2 separate regions of the Mus musculus genome follow, and region 2 is linked to region 1. Evidence: chromatin contacts called from public HiChIP or PLAC-seq data. All regions are on one chromosome and are shown on one strand. The core of a region is the stretch at or near the end of the contact, and the rest is flanking DNA. Distances in the headings are between cores, read along the strand shown.

Region 1 (5,308 bases), core at 2,587-5,086:
GAGGCAGGTGGATTTCTGAGTTCGAGGCCAGCCTGGTCTATAGAGTGAGTTCCAGGACAGCCAGGGCTATACAGAGAAACCCCGTCTCGAAAAACCACAAAAAAAAAAAAAAAAAAAAAAAAAAAAAAAGAGCAGAAAACATTGTACAGTACAAACAAGGAGGTTCATAACACAAGGAATCTTAGATCTGAAATTCAGTACCACAGGCAGCATGGCTGGTATGGTATGATGTGTGCACAAGGCTGTTCAGAACCAAAGCTGTGGTGGAATGGTGGCTGCAGCACCCCTGAATGCCACCAGAAACAACCAGGATTCCTTATATGCTTGGTTGTATTTGTGTGTGTGTGTGTGTGAGTATGAAGATGGATGGATGGATAGAAGGATAGGGATGGGGGCATTTACTAGAGTGGCTACTGGCTATGTCCAACAATAGCTGTCTATTAGCAGAAAGTCCAAGAGCCTAGTAGGTCCATGGGGCTGGATATCTCAACTGGTCTTCAGAATCCCAAAGAAGCAGGCTCCAGTGTCAGTGAAGGACTGGACTTGCCAGGGACACTAAGAGCAGGCAGGCAAAGAGCAAAAGCTTTCTTCTTCCATGCCCTCTATAGAGCCACCAGAAGGTGTGGCTCAGATTAAAGGTGGATCTTCCTACCTCTGAAGGTCTAGATTAAACAGCAGTCTTCCAGCCAGGTGGTAGTGGGCCTGCTGTACAGAATGTACAGAATGAGTTCAAGGTCAGCTAAGGCTACACAGAGAAACCCTGTCTATAAATACCAATGTGTACATGCCTTTAATCCCAGCACTTGGGAGGCAGAGGCAGGTGGATTTCTGAGTTCGAGGCCAGCCTGGTCTACAAAGTGAGTTCCAGGACAGCCAGGGCTACACAGAGAAACCCTGTCTCGAAAAAAACAAACCAAAAAAAAAAAAAAGAAAACAATGTGGAGGGGTGGGGGAGAAGAAAAGAAAACAATCCCTCACAGGTGTACCTAGCCACTTGGGTTTTAGTTAATCCCAGATATAGTCAAGTTCACAACCAAGAGCAGTCATCACGGGTTGGTGAGATGGCTTAGTGAGTAAAAGTACCCGACTGCTCTTCCAAAGGTCCAGAGTTCAAATCCCAGCAACCACATGGTGGCTCACAACCATCCGTAATGAGATCTGACGCCCTCTTCTGGTGTGTCTGAAGACAGCTAGAGTGTACTTACATATAATAAATAAATAAATCTGAAAAATAAAAAAAGAGCAGTCATCACGGTTGGACAGAGAGCAACTTGTGGAAGTCAGTTCTTTTTTTCTACCGTGTGAGGCCTGGGGATCAAACTGCGATCGGCTGGCGTAAGCACCCTTGCCTATGAGCCATCTTACAACCCAGAACATTTAGTTTTTGAATTAATTTTGATCATTACATGTTTTATTATTCCCAGAGGTTTTGTGACACCCTCCCACATTCATTCACGCACCCCACACAAGGTCACATCCCTCACGCAGCCCACAGGAGGTTACGTCTCACAGTTTACAGATTAAAAATCTGCCACAGCACATTTAGGAGCTGAGGTCCACAGTGTGACAAAGGAGCACCCAGCTTAGGGTTGCTGTAGGAGAGATGGCTCAGTGGCTAAGAGTATTGGCTGCTCTTCCTAGAGGACCTGGGTTCAATTCCCAGCACCCACATGGCAGCTCACAACTTTCTTTAACTCCAGTTCCAGGTGATCTGACACCCTCACACAGACTTACATGTAGGCAAAACACCAATGCACATAAAATAAAATAATCCTTAAAATTTTTTTTAAAAATTTAGGAGCTGGGCGTAGTGGCTGCGCTCTCTCTCTCTCTCGATTTATTTATTTATTTATTTATTTATTTAATATGAATACACTACAGCTGTCTTCAGACACAGAGAAGGCTTTGGATCTCATTACAGATGTTTGTGAGCCACTATGTGGTTGCTGGGAATTGAACTCAGGACCTCTGGGAGAGCAGTCAGTGCTCTTAACCGCTGAGCCATCTCACTAGCTCCCAAGCATTGGCTGCTCTTGTAGTTTTATTCCCAACACCCACATCAGGTCAGGTGGTTCACAAACCACGTGTAGCTCCAGTTCCAAGGGATCCAACCCCCTCTTCTGGCCTGTCACATGCACATGTTCAGATGCGTGCACACACATATGCACATAATTAAAAAGAATAATCTTTTTAAAAAGAAGGGGTATGGAGATGGCTCCGCAGGTAAAAACACTTGCCACTCAAGGATGTGAGTTCAATCCCCAGGAAAGGGGTGAGAACTGGGCTTACAAGGCTGTCCTCTGACCTTCATACATGCTTGCGCGCACAACACACACACACATTTAATTTAATTTTTTTTTAAAAAGAGTTTAGGCCGGGCGTGGTGGCGCATGCCTTTACTCCCAGCACTCGGGAGGCAGAGGCAGGCGGATTTCTGAGTTCGAGGCCAGCCTGGTCTACAAAGTGAGCTCCAGGACAGCCAGGGCTATACAGAGAAACCCTGTCTTGAAAAACCAAAAAAAAAAAAAAAGAGTTTAAAGCCTGACAAGCCTGACTGGAAGATGGCTTAGTGGGTAAAACTGCTTACTGCCAAACCTTATGACCTAAGTTGTATCCCTAGAACACACATGGTCGAAGGAAATGACCACCTCCACTGCCCCTGGCCCCACATGGTAGATTGTACATGTGCACGTTGGTATACATGCATGTTCACACACACACACTAAATAAGTGATTTAAAACATTTTAAAGCCAAGTGGTTGTGGCACATGCCTTTAGTCCCAGCACTCAGGAGATAGAGGCAGGCAGGCTTCTCTGAGTTCAAGGCCAGCCTGGTCTACAGAGAGAATTCTAGGACAGCTATGGTTACACAGAGAGACCCCATCTCAAACAAACAAAAGACTTCCTGCTGGGCTGGAGCTCAGAGTATACTTGCTTAGCATATCTGAGATTCTGGGTCCAATCGCTAGTTGAAACAAATAACGCTTTTTTTTTGTATTTTCTCTGTGGCTTTGCCAACATTTCTTCCACCTCCCAGCCTTTACCCCCATTGATTGGTATCTCCTGCCACCTCCTTCCATGGTGGGAGGAAGGTGCTCGTAGTATGTATAAACAGAGCACTCAGAGTCAGCAGCAAATAGCAAGTTATCTCAAGTTGTGCCTTGAACCTACATCTGAAATAATAATGTGCTTATATGCATAGTTCTTCTCTTACCATCAACTGATTTGAGGTCATTGAAGCACCAACCCTTGAAACTATATGTTTCTCTGAACCTGACCTCCCTCTACAACAGTATCTTTCTAGTTGAGTACTAGGATTTAAAACAAACAAACAAACAAGGCCCCACTGAGTATCCATGGCTGGCCTGAAACTCAATATATAGACTAGGCTAACTTTAAAGTCAGAGATCTGCCTGCTTCTGCCTGGAATAAAAGGTGTGCACCACCATGCCTGGCTCTAGAGTTGTTTCTGGGGTTTTTTTTTTTTTGGTGTATGGTGTGTGTGTGTGTGTGTGTGTGTGTGTGTGTGTGTGTGTCTGTCTGTCTGTCTGTCTGTTGTCTGTGTGTCTGTGTAGCTGGGGGTTGAACCTTGATCTTGAAGCAGGCTAGACAAGCATCTACCCTAGAGCTCTACCCTCAGCCCTGTGAATCTTACTTAACCTTAGGTGGCTGAGAGAGGATTTTGACTTTGAAGAGCAGGTCTCACACCAGCTGCATTGTGGGTGGGGCCGGGCCAGCCTGTCTTCTCAATCAGCTGCTTTCCTAGGCCGACCTGAGGGTTGCTTGAGACTGAGGCTGAGTCGTAATGGGAAGTGGGGGTGGAGCCTGGAACTGGGAATAACACAGGGCTTTATTAGCCAGCTCCCTGTTGCTAAGCAGCTGTCATTAGCCAGTTAGATCTCCCCTGCCGCGAGTGAGCTCCTTCGGGGAATGGCAAAGAGATACTAATAAGTCGGGAGAGCAGCAGCTGCTGCAGGAGGTTGCATCCCACCTGGGATAGATACTGCAGCCAGAGATGCTTCTGCACGTTTTGTGATTCAGACTCCAGGCGGTTGCTAGCTAGCCTGACTCTTTTCAGCAAAAGGGACTCTTTCCCTCCTGCATCCAGTGAATAGCTTATTCTCAGACTGTCTTCTGCTTTCCATCCAGAAATGAACAAGTTAAGTAGCTCTTCAGCTATGGTAAGGAAGGAAGGCAGATGTCCAAAGCAACTGGTTTCTTTCCTCCTGTGCTAGAACTTAGCCAAGGTCATGTGGTTTGGTCCAGTGATGAGATTTTGGAGTCAGACGGACCAAGGTTTGCATGCTGTTCATGTCTAACTCATAGCCAGTTAGTTGTTTATTTTCTCCCCTGAGCCTGTCCCCAGAAGATAAATTCCAGCACTGGAAGAGCTCCTCGGGGCTAGGGGTGGGTGGTTAGCTCAGTGATCAGGCTCTGGAGATAAAAAAACTCAAAAAGAGCCATGTAAGCAAAGCATGTAACGTGGTATCCAGGGACACCTTGTTCTCGAACCGTCGCCGGAAACCTTCCTCAGAAATAACCCGGGGTTCCTAGGAGTCCATGTTCTGGCTACCTGGGGAAATCTGAAATCTGGGCACACAATCGGGAAGGAAATGAATCATATCGAGTAATTGATATTAGGGTTGGACATTATGATCCACTTATAATCCTAGCACCCAGATTGGGGAGGTATAAACAGGAGAACTACTGTGAATTTGAGGCCATCCTGGTCAACATGAGTTCTAGGTTAGCCAAAGTAATACAGCAAGACTGGTTCCAAAAAAGGGGGAAAAGTCGTTATTGTTGTTCAGTAAAGGTATGTATATTAGTTGGGTCAAGAGTCTAAAAGTTACCTCAAATAATCCAAAAATAAAGCTGGCCATGGTGGCTCACACCTTTAATCCCAGCACTCAGGAGGCAGAGGCAGGTGCATCTCTCTGAGTTCAAAGCCAGCCTGGTCCACAGAGTGAATTCCAGGACAGCTAGCTAGGATAACACAGAGAACCCTTATCTCAATCAATCAATTAAAAAAAAAACCTATCTTAATAAATAAAAACTAGTTACATGTGGTTTAGCTGAAATAAAATTCAACTGATACCTGTTAGCTATTTTAAATTGAGCAGTAGGTCTATGGGAGAGCCTTACTTTTGTGTATGCTTGAAATCTCCCTCAACCAAATGAGTTTTAAGGAGAAGGATAAGCTGGGACATGCAGCTCTCAGGGGCTGTCTTGATCCAAAAGTTTGTGCTACACAGATTGGTTGCTGGCCTCTGGGGTCTACCCAGGAACGGAGTCTAGAGGAACAGGG
Region 2 (4,984 bases), core at 1,928-4,427, 590 kb before region 1:
AGCCACCATGTGGTTGTTGGGATTTGAACTCAGGACCTTTGGAAGAGCAGTTGGCGCTCTTAACCGCTGAGCCATCTCTCCAGCCCCCTCCACCCCCCGCCAACTTCTAACACACACACACACACACACACACACACACACACACACACACACCAGAGAACCCCACCAGGCAAACAAAACAAAAACCGGGAGGAAAGAAAAGAGCCAGAGAAACCTTAACAGGAAACCCTCCCAACTCAAAGCTTCCACAACTCCACACCACACTGCAGACCAGGATAACACTGGAGCCAAGAAAAATGACTCAAAGCAATCACATTCACAAGAGACTGATGAAATCATTTGCACAGCAATTTATTCATATACAATAGGGTTCAATGTTCTCTCCTCAGCGAAGCTCCTCCCTTTTGCTGGAAGGCAGAGTCTATCAGCAAGTTGCTGGGTAAGGTGTTCAGTCAGCCATGGTATTACCAGAGTGGCTAGACCCTTATCAAACTAGGCACTGCCAACTTGGCATTGAACTCAGGACCTTATGAATGTCAGATAATGTTCCGGCTGTCATGTCCAGTTTTTTCTTTCTCTTCTTTGGTTTGTTTGTTTGTTTGTTTGTTGAAACAGAGTCTCTTGTAGCCCAGGCTGGCCTTGAACTTCTGATCCTTCTGCTTGTCATTCCCAAGTGCTAGCATTATCAGCATGTGCCACTTTGCCAGGCTCTAGTCTTCTCTCTTGAAGGCCCAGGACTGAAGGGGTCATGCAGCGTTTTGGAGATGCCAGTACCATGAGATGACCACCAAGAGCAGCAGCAGCAGTGGAGTACAGGTATCTGGAGCCTAGAGGATGACGCGTGTGCTACAAAGGGCCTGGCTGGAGAAGTGACCCAAGCCCTTGGAGGAGCCCAGAAGATCGTGAGTTGTATCCCAGACATTGGACGGTTGGAGATTGACTTTTGCTTTTGATTGTGACTGTGCCCTGATATTTTCCCTCTTGAAGGAAGAAACTGTTTTAGTGGAGCCCACAGTTGAGACTTTTAATTGTAAAAAGACTTTGAATTTTAAAAGAGATGGATATTTTAAAGAGATTGAAATTTTAAGAATATGTAAAGACTGTGGGACTTTTAAAGTTATTTAGATCTCCTGATTTCCTGACTGTAATGGAGATCTCATACAATGTTCTCTCTCTCTCTCTCTCTCTCTCTCTCTCTCTCTCTCTCTCTCTCTCTCTGATGATACAGTCTAGTCCTTGCTACATAGTAGACTATGCAGTGGGCTACCATCTCCTCTTCCCAGCCCCACCTCCCTGGGGGCTGACAGAAGAGAAAACTTCCACACCTTTCAGACTGAGAGTGGAAGTGTTCCTGGCAACAGGCTCACGTGTCTTGGTTTCCTTGTGCATGAGGATAAACGGGTAGGGCTGAGACTGCAAGATATCCTTGGTCAGAATTCGGATCCCTGTGGAGATGCTTATGCTGCCCACGGTGACCAGCCCAGCCACACAAAGCAGAACCAGAGCAAGAGACAGCTGGTAGTGCTGCCGGGACAACCACAGACTCATCCATCCCAGAGGCAGAAGGCGGAAGAGGACCAGGGTGGCCAGGCTGGCCCAACTGCTTACTCTGAAGGCCAAGGATGGGGCCTTATGGGAGAGCAGCAGTAGCTTCCGTAGATGCAAACAGATGGAGTTCAGCTCCAGAAGCAGGGATACCATAGAGAAGCCCACATAGTGGCCAGACACAACAGCGGTGCTGAGGCAGCTCACTACCTGCAGGCAAGGTTCAAGGTTCAGGCTTTGCATGACCTGTGCCCAACAAGTCCCAGCTCCTTATCCTAGGGACACCCACGCATGTTTTTTCTACTCTCTGCCTCATCCTTCCAGGTATCAGCTTTTTAAAAATTAGTATTTATTTATTTTTTATTTATTCACTTTATATTACCCAAGCATTTTTTAGGACTGCCTCCAATCCTGACCTTTCTGCTGACCCTTATCTAGGGGGCATGAGCAGCCCTGGACCAGAGGTTCTCTTACCCCAAGCCACACTATTTGCATAGCATACCCTAGCTTTCATTCCTGGCTTTTTTTTTTTTTTTTTTATGATCAGCTGGAGGTTTGTGGGGAGAACCAAACTCCTTGGGCAGTGCCCAGGAGTGGCTAGCAGTCAAAACCTCCCTCCAACTCAATCCAAGTCTGAGAGGATAGGTTTTCAGGGGGCTTTGTGGAAAAGTCAGAGGACAGAACACTGAAGAGAGAGGTTGGGCCCTTGAGTTGGACATGCTCCCTTACTACCTGGCCTCTCCCTTCAGAGTCTTACCGCCAAATGGTGACAGAGAAGGTCCCAGGCCTGGGCCAATGTCTGGTTCCACAGCATATCAACTCCATCTGCAGCGAAATAACCTGAAGGCACCGGAGAAGACTATGAGGCTCCTCGCTCAGAGCTGATGCACAGCCTAGATATCTCAAGTCCCACTTTTCTCAGGTCCTTAATTCCTCACAGCAAACCTCCAGCAACATCTGCTCCATTCCAAAGATGGGGGAGGAACCTAGAATTCCCGGTCCAACAAGGCCTTTCCCGATTCAGCCTTTTCTGTACACTCACCCACTGACACTGCTACTAGGACCCGTGCCCACGGTGGGTGATCATTAATTGGGTCGGTGACCATTTGAGGAAACTGCCACAGCCTGGAGAAGACAAAGAGCTAAGGTCAATTTCTCCCAGACCTAGATCCATTCTCCCACTGGGTACTCCCACCCATCCACAACCCAAACCAGTTCCATTCCAAAAGGTTCCAACTTCAGTCTTCCAGGCCCTCTTTTCCACCCCCGCCCCTCAGTGCTTTGTCAGTCCCCAAGTTCCGCACCCGACCAGCGCCCCTACTCCAGAGAGTAGGCTGTGTATCAGCGAAACGAAAATGTTCCGCCACATCCAGCGGTCCCGAACAGATTTCGGGGTGGGCAGCAGCTGCAGCCCCCAGTGCAGTCCCCGAAACGCCGTGAAGGAAGCGCCAGCCACAAGGAGTCCCCAGGATGCCATGGTCTGGGCAGGTCAGCTAGGTTTCAGTCAGTTTCTCTGATCCTGGCACCCGGTGCCCGGGACCTCGAAGGGGCCCCCCTCCGGCAGAATCGGGATCTAGCTTTTCCACCCTGCTGTGCCTGGGGCTTCCTGGCCTGTATTATCTTTCCAGCGTGCTGTAACTTTTCCTGGCTTGTCCACGCCCCTATCTCTCGGCTGCTCATTGATTGGCGCAGCCATGGGGCCACCTCGGGTGAAGCCATGGAACGGATGGCGTCCCGCTCCTGCTTGGGTTTAGCAGTTTGGGGCTTTCTGGCATCAAGTTCGGCTACTGAGTTCAGAGGCCTTACAACACATTAGAGGTCTTCTCCAACACCACTAGTCTCCGAGCCCCTTGGGGTTCCAGAAAGTCATCTAGTTTACCCCCACCTGACTAGTCTGGGGCTCCGCCCCACTAACTTTCACCTTCTGTTCTGGTTCCCTCATCTCTCACCTACTGGTCATCCTTACCCACAGACCAGAAGGTACAGGGCCAACAGAGCCAACTCCTGAGGGCCCAAATCTTGCACCATCTCACCTTTACCTCAGAGCACGCCAGTCAGGCAGAGCCGAGCTCTGCCCACCTGTAACTTCCTTACATAGTACTACCCAAACGGAACAGCTTATGGGAGAATCCCTTCTTGAGTCCTACCCCCTCCCCCCCCCCCAAACATCACCAAGAAACTTTATTAGGTAGAAGAAGCAAATGGAAGACACATACACCTCCCCTCCCCAGGTCTCAAGTAAGAAAAACAAACAAGCTAAAAATAAGACTCTTCAGATTCTAGACCCCTTTGGCCTTAAGAGGAATATCCTTTCCAACCACAAATCCCCCAAAGAGTGACAGGTTTTGAGCATTTCCCTTCTTTCTTATTCTAAGCCACACCTCCTTAGCTGGCTGACAGTCAGAAAGTCAGAGGAATGCTTCCTGTGTGTAGAGAGTAGGTGGATTCAGACAATTAATGAAGTTCATAGAATTGACTTTAGTGTGGTGGAGCTTGAAAAGGCCCCTGGATATGATTCCTAGCTCCAGTGTACACACACACATACACACACACACACAAGCATGCACACACACACTCAAGAAGCAATAGGTATCCCAAGCAAACATTTTCTTTCACCTGGCACTTGGTGTAGCCCATCCTCCTACAAGCAAATTCTCCAAAATCTAAACATGACAATGAGGACTAGAGGGAGAGATGGCTTTAGTGGCTAGGAGCATTTGCTGCTCTTCTAGAGGACCTGAGTGCGATTCTGAGCATCCACATCAGAAGATCCAAACAGCGTGCAGCTCCAGGGAATCTGATGCCCTCTTCTGGCCTCTGCAGAATGTGCACCCACACTCTGGTGCACAAAGACACATAATATAACATACAAATATATTTTTTAAAAATTACAGAGGGAGTGAAGAGACGGCTCAGAAGTTAGCGCTAGCTGCTTTCAGAAGACAATGTTGGATTCCTGCCACTCACAGGCAAAACACTCATAAAAGAGTAAAAATTTTAAAACATTTATTTGTCTTTTGTATTTTATTTAACATATGAAAGCAATGCACAATATTTAAAAATTAGAAAGACAGAAAAAACAAGGGGAAAATTCACAATTGTACTATCCCACCATACAAAAACAACCATTCTTAACATTTTGAATCCACTTTCAGTGTTTTTTTAAAAAATATATTACAAGTATGCATTCATATTTTAAAAACAGTCACAAACTCATACTTTTCATAATCTTTTTAGTATTCAGTATTTATATTTCCACTCAATTGGATGGTTTTTAAAAAAATATATTACAAGTATGTGTTCATATTTTAAAAACAGTCACAAACTCATACTTTTATAATCTTTTTAGTATTCAATATTTATATTTCCACTCAATTTTTCTTCTGTAAGACTTTGGATGGCTGCACAGAACACCACCATCAGATGAATATAATTTACT

What was found. HiChIP or PLAC-seq counts read pairs in DNA pulled down with a chosen protein or histone mark.
Region 2: a contact with region 1 is called in an H3K4me3 HiChIP or PLAC-seq map of forebrain, with 3 times the contacts expected there. The contact joins the promoter of Tlcd2 here to the enhancer-like site in region 1. A contact is called at or near these places in 1 of 39 promoter capture datasets (hippocampal neurons), 2 of 115 datasets of contacts at active chromatin or transcription factors (forebrain and pancreatic cancer cells) and 2 of 9 other capture datasets (adipose tissue and liver).

The regions. Positions count from the first base shown.
Region 1 is chr11:74,875,544-74,880,851 of GRCm38.p6, reverse strand. The region is part of intron 2 of Sgsm2 (small G protein signaling modulator 2); the gene reads left to right. Among named protein-coding and RNA genes, the nearest start is that of Mir6926, 10 kb to the right of the region's middle. Within about 2 kb of position 3,836, at least 120 of the 459 cell types and tissues checked have an H3K27ac peak or open chromatin away from gene starts, as enhancers often do. A contact at or near this core is called in forebrain and hippocampal neurons, where this site is marked.
Region 2 is chr11:75,466,243-75,471,226 of GRCm38.p6, reverse strand. Tlcd2 (TLC domain containing 2) reads right to left here and starts at 3,177. Exons shown (of 5, transcript NM_027249.3): 1 at 2,850-3,177; 2 at 2,588-2,670; 3 at 2,303-2,385; 4 at 1,326-1,755; 5 at 328-827. The coding sequence starts at 3,022. The coding sequence ends at 664. It overlaps Mir22hg (Mir22 host gene (non-protein coding)), which reads right to left. Exons shown (of 3, transcript NR_030711.1): 3 at 4,537-4,984.